Linked DNA regions of Sus scrofa: region 2 is linked to region 1. Evidence: chromatin contacts called from public Hi-C data. All regions are on one chromosome and are shown on one strand. The core of a region is the stretch at or near the end of the contact, and the rest is flanking DNA. Distances in the headings are between cores, read along the strand shown. Region 1 holds the start of SNX16 (sorting nexin-16). Region 2 holds the start of ZFAND1 (AN1-type zinc finger protein 1).

Region 1 (2,784 bases), core at 250-2,749:
ACAGCACAGTGACTACATTTAATAAAACTGTATTACATATTTGAAAGTTGCTAGGAGAGTAAATCTTGAAAGTCCTCATCACATGAAAAAGAATTCAAATTATGTATGGTGACAGATGTTCACCAGACCTATTGTGATAATCATTTTACTGTGTATACGAATATGAATCATTATGTTGTACACTTGAAATTAATATGTTATATGTCAATTACATCCTTTAAAATATTTTTAAGAAAGGTTCAGTTCATTTTCTGAAAGTAAAATCTAGATATTCATCATATCAGATATTCCAAAAGATAAAGCATACATATAGGATGTATATCCTCTATGCTCCTTTCAATAATCTGTGGAGGAAGTTCTTCTTCGGCAATTTCAATGTTCTAGTCTAGATCTTTATCCTCCTGCCAACTAGAATATTCATATACCTTGACTTAAAAGTTTAATAAGCCTTGGCCTCCTTGATATTAGACTATCAGCTTTTCCACATCAAACGTATCTTTTGCTCCCACCTGCAGCCCTGACCGCGAGTGAGGGAAATATCCCAAGGCTCATTTTTCTTTTCTTTTCTTTCTATAATGTTATTCACTTACAGATCTCATGGATATAACTGCTATCTCAGGGCCAAGACAGCCAAGTTTATCCTGAAAACTACCTCATGTTTTAATCTACTGTTTCTATAGAATTCTCTTTTTATCTCTCGTTCACACTGGAAGAGAAAATTATCAGTCCAAAACCATTATTATGCTATAAACCAGATTATCTTCCTACGCTCATTTGGAAATTACAACTCTCAATTTTCCTCAGTCTTGGGAATATTCCAAAGCCTTAAAAATCATAAAATGATTTTTAAATCAAATCACTCAATTCTAATAATAAACAGGTTCGCAGGCTGATCTGAATTTTAATATTTGGCTATAAAAGACGAATTTCCTTATAATCTTCAGGTCTTTATATGTGCACGTCTAACAAATTCAAGACTACATTATTTGAGATAAAATTGCTCTCAAGATGATTTTAAAAAACAAACAAGCAAAGAGACCAGCACCACCACCCTGAAGAATTTCAGAAGTTCTCTGCCAACAAGGAGTTCCGAATTATGTAGGGAGAATAGGTTGTAAAGCAGCATTCTATCTTCCCACACCCAGGATCTACTGCCATCCATTAAAGCCCTGCTAATTCCAAGAAACAATGTGTAACCTAGTAGAACCAGCTCAAGCCGATGATGACTACAAGTCCCATGATGCAAAGTAGGAGCCGCGGCCAATGCTGGCCGTAATTCCTCCTGGGAGTTGTAGTCTTCTCCTCACCTATCGGGCAAATGACGTTTCTTAGCCTCCATTTCCCAAAAGTTAACTTATAAAATAAAGTTACAGAAAATATGGTAAAATTCTTACCACAAAACTACGTTCAACGTAGTTTCCAGAGAGGGCTGGTCCCACAACTCCGGTGCGCACCTCTGGAGGCGGGCACCCTTTGCCTGACGTCACTTCCTGGATAGGAGGCCAGGCCTAGCCCCGCCCTCCACCTCGCGGGGATCCTGGGCCCCGCAGCCAGGGCAGAGGCCGGCGAAGGCGGGGAGCAGCTGTTTTCTAGCAGGGGCGGTCACGTGAGGCGTCTCGGTGTTGTGGGTGGAGACGAAAAGCTGCAGTAAAGGGGGGGGTCGGATTTAACCGTCACTGGGAAGCGCGCCTGAGCTGGATCGCCAAGAGGGCTGAGGTAGGGACCGGGCGGCGGGCGCTGTCTTGGGCGCTCGTGCGGGTGACACCTGAGCCCCCGTGGCTGGAGGGCGGCGGGCTGGCTCCCCAGAAGGGAGGAGAGGCGCGGCAGGAGTCCCCAGGCCAACCTCAGGCCACCGCCGACTCCGCTGTGAATCTGGGAGGTGCTGATAGCACATCGCGAGGCGGAGGTGGGACTGTCTTGGGGGCCCCAAGTTGCTCCGAAGCAGTGGATCTCGCCATCCACCGAGCCCAAGACCCTTGGTCTGCTCAGACACCGACCAGACACTCCTGGGGTCGAGCTAAGCCCAGGTTTCTCCCTTTTGCTTTCACCAGCGACTTCTCTCGCCCATCGTGTTCCTCAGGCTCCAGCCACTTCACCTGTCCGAGGTTCTCCGGAGTAGGGCTGAGATGTTCTTCCTCAGAGCGTGTCGATGGCAGAGCAAAAGTGGGGACACTTGTAATGAGCCCAGTACCTTTTCATAACGTTTGGGTAGCGCTCACTTCCTTGCAAGGTCAGCACTGTGTTGGCCTGAGTAGTACGCCTAGCCCTGTGGCCTCAGGTGTTGGAGTGGCCAAGGGTAGGGCAACCCACCGCCGGTTAGGGGGTTGAGCTTGCAGACTTTACTTCTTTTGGGGGAGGCCCTCAGGCAGAACCGAGGAGTGGTGAATCAGCAGCTCAGGTTTCACGACTCTTTTTGATGGTGGGGAAGGTTACCCAGAGCCACGTGCTGGGTTGAAATTTTTTTTCAGCATCTCTCCGAGTTTGAGCAGCTTGTTTTCTACCTTTTTCACCAGTAGAGTTGCGTTGATATAGTTGAACAGGCGACCCGTTGTTATGTGCCTTTTCCCTGGTCTGTAGTTATTGCCATTTCTTGGTTTAGTATTTAACAGCTTAGTGGTAAACTTTTTTCCTTCGTATCGTTATGAATTATTTTGAGACAAGATAAACTCGTCCTTTTGACAACAGAGCTTACTAAGTATGACGATTTGCTAAGTACTTGCAGTTTACAGCATAGCAGAATCGGGAAACTATGTAGGAAATTTAAACTTGTCATCATTTAGTCTT
Region 2 (3,122 bases), core at 290-2,789, 110 kb after region 1:
AGCAAAGAATGAGTCTTTATTAGACATCATAGAAAGAGGACCAAAAAGCGATCAATGTTTAATTAACACTTACTACATATCAACACTTTGTAGACACTGGAAATGCTGTGAATGAGACAGTCTCTTTCCTTATGGGACTGTCATTCTAGCCGAGGAAACAGACAATAAACAAACAAGTGTAAAACAAAGTTAGGAGCTCTCCTTGAGCTACACATAGACAAACCAGACCCTAAACCAAACCATGGAAATGTTTCCATTTCATTTGGACTAATAAACAAATATTTACCATCTATCCAGAGCACTTTAACAGCAAAAATCTAGAAAATCTGCTAATATTGGTTGACCCAATGAGGTAAAAATAAACATACACAATCTAGATAAGCCACTGATTCTTAAATTCAAGAATATCAGAAGCCTTTGATACTTGGATTTTAGTCTTGGCTCTTCCACTAATTTGGACGAATCATTTAACTTCTTTGATCCTGTTTTAAAAAGTTGGCTGGGATAGTGAGATAATTTCCATTACTTCCAGCTCTAAAATCTGAAGTTCCTCTAGAGACCCAAGAAGTCTGAGATGAACATTTTTAAATAGATTTATTCAAGAGCAAATCTTGAAGTAAATCACATGTTTCTCAATCCCACACTTCCCTCTTTCTCAATGAATATTGATATGAAAATAGTCAAAGTTATATAAAAGGCAATGGATACTTTCATAGTTCTTTTCATTAGCATAGCTTTGATTGTCACTCATCCACTGAGTCCTGTCAGTCTGTCACCCTAACATCACGTCAGTGGAATGGCATCCATCTGCACCCCACCTAGAAGAGCGTCCCTTTCCTCAGTACCTTTGAAGTGGCTCATCAAGCGCATGAAGCTCCTTACATCCCAATGGAATCACCACAAGCTTTCTGTGTTGAGGCTGCGCCCTTTGAACCATGTGGCTCAGTACATACTTGAGACCTCAAGAGCTAGACTTTTTTTTTTTTTTTTTTTTCTTGCCACAATGTAGAAAGGAAGGGAGGAAGGAAGGGAGGGAAGGAGGGAAAACTTTACTTTTGAAAAAGTTTGACTCCCTTGCAAGGAGCATTTACTTTAAACTATACAATCAAATAACACTAGTGTAGGACAAGTCAAGAACTGAACCAGTGTCAGTTCTCCTTCCCTTGATTCTTGCATATACTTGTGCCAAACTGTGTTGGTTCCTAGAGATATGGCGTTATATTAATTTAATCAACAACAACAAAATCCTTGTGAGGCCGTCCGGGACTCCAGGAGGAAACCCACGTACGCGACATTCCAAAAAGGCAGATGGGTATTTTCCTAAGGACTGGGCATTAGGACTCCTGCCCGGAAATATCAGACCAACAGCCCTTTCCTCCGTCTGCCTCCCTAGGCGACCAGGGAGCAAATACACAGAAATCAGAGCAAGGAAAGCAGCCAGACCACTTTTGCTCCGCAGCCCACCCCACTTGTAGGTTCCGCCCTTGGGCCCGCCCCCACTCCCAGCAGGCACCGCGCGCGCCATCGCCCCGCCCCCCGGCTGTGCCCGCCCCTCGCCGCGCACGGAGATGGCGGAGTTGGACATTGGGCAGCACTGCCAGGTGGAACACTGCCGCCAGCGAGGTGATCGAGGAGCCCCTAGCCCCGGGCCGCGGGAGATCCGGACGCCGCTCTGCCTCCACGGAGGCAGCGGATGACGGGAGGCGGTGGGCTGAGGCGGAGTCTCAGGAGTTAGGGCGGGCGTGTCCCTCATGGGTCTGCAATGAGATGTGTCTGTGCTGTTTTTGCTGCCCTTGAGATTTTGGGAGACCTCTGGTCTCCTTGGAAGGGAACCATGAAATTCCTGAAAACACCTTGCAATGTTAGCTTTGGTTTTCCAGGGCGCCTTGCCAGGAAGTCTCATCGCGCCCACTCCTTTCTGATGAGCTCTGGGAAGGGGCGGGGGAGCGCTTTGGTCTGGGAGTCGGGAGAGTTCCCCTCTGATCCTGCCCCTGCGACTTTGGGCAAGCCACATGCCTTTCCCAAACTTTTTGTTTGCTTATCTGTTCCTTGGCTGTCAGACGGAGGAGTTGGGTGAAATCAGTTTCTAACCTGGTTTTCGCGGACTGCTCAGGAGCTTCTAGTGAGAAGGCCCTTAGCTTTTCTTCCAGATGATCCTTGAGCTCACTCAGCTTGTCCCTCAGATTCTGATGATCCCTGTTTCAGCAAACATTTACTGAGCACTTCTTTTGGTGCTGGGACCACGTAAGGGTATAATATACAGTCCTTCCCACAGAAAAGCTTTCAAGAGTAGTTAGCTGCACTTAAGAGCAGTAAAAGGTGATGATCTCTCCCCACTGAAGTGAGGGGCCTTGTAATCAATCCCATAGTCAGGGGTGGTGTGGCACAGGCCTCAGGGACATGGGAAACCCGCACTTTCCGGAAGCGCTAGAGCCACACAGAATGCTCAGTCTTTGGTACTTCGCTTTCTCCCCAAATGTTTGCAATCACTTTTGGCTCATACTACATCGGGTGGCAAAATAGGTTTTATCTCGCATTGCAGCTTCCGTCATTGGTAGCAGGGACCCGATTACTGTTGAGAAGGACTTTGGGGTTTAGCTCAGAATTAGTGGGAGTGCCACACAATTGATAAGTGATACTTGTTGTGGGCGGTGGGCAAAAGGACACAATCCCTGCTGGGTTCTTGTTACTTACGGCACTCTGATATGCATCTTTCACCACTGGTTGTCATCTCTAGCCATGAAGCAGGCAAGAACTTATGTTCCTTGCAGACCTTTCACTGGGAATCTTAGCCAGTTAGACTTTAACTGTAAATTACTTAATTCAGGTATACCTGATTACCCCCAGCAGTCCATGATATCTACCATTTGTGGCATAGTTCATCTTCCTTTCCAACTTCAGGTGTCTTTTTAAAATGTAAGTATCTGGAATGAGGCCAGATACCAGCTCCTTTGGACTAGTGAAGAGAGTTAAGATTCAGGGTATGTTAAGTGAGTATCCTAAATCTCACCTAGCTTCTGGATGGATAAGAAGGATGGTGTCAGCTGTCAGGAAGTTGTCTTGATCTTAACTCTTCCCACTGGCTCCTCTTGGTTTGCATCTAATATTTAGTTGGTCACCCA

The links. A called contact is a pair of places that touch in the nucleus more often than the background predicts.
Region 2: a Hi-C map of skeletal muscle shows a contact between it and region 1, with 6 times the contacts expected there. The contact joins the promoter of ZFAND1 here to the promoter of SNX16 in region 1. A contact is called at or near these places in 4 of 47 Hi-C or Micro-C datasets (heart right ventricle, liver and skeletal muscle) and 2 of 2 datasets of contacts at active chromatin or transcription factors (alveolar macrophages and skeletal muscle).

What each region holds. Positions count from the first base shown.
Region 1 is chr4:54,799,864-54,802,647 of Sscrofa11.1, forward strand. SNX16 (sorting nexin-16) reads left to right here and starts at 1,500. Exons shown (of 8, transcript XM_001926702.5): 1 at 1,500-1,716.
Region 2 is chr4:54,907,342-54,910,463 of Sscrofa11.1, forward strand. ZFAND1 (AN1-type zinc finger protein 1) reads left to right here and starts at 1,540. Exons shown (of 8, transcript XM_003361194.4): 1 at 1,540-1,623. The coding sequence starts at 1,569.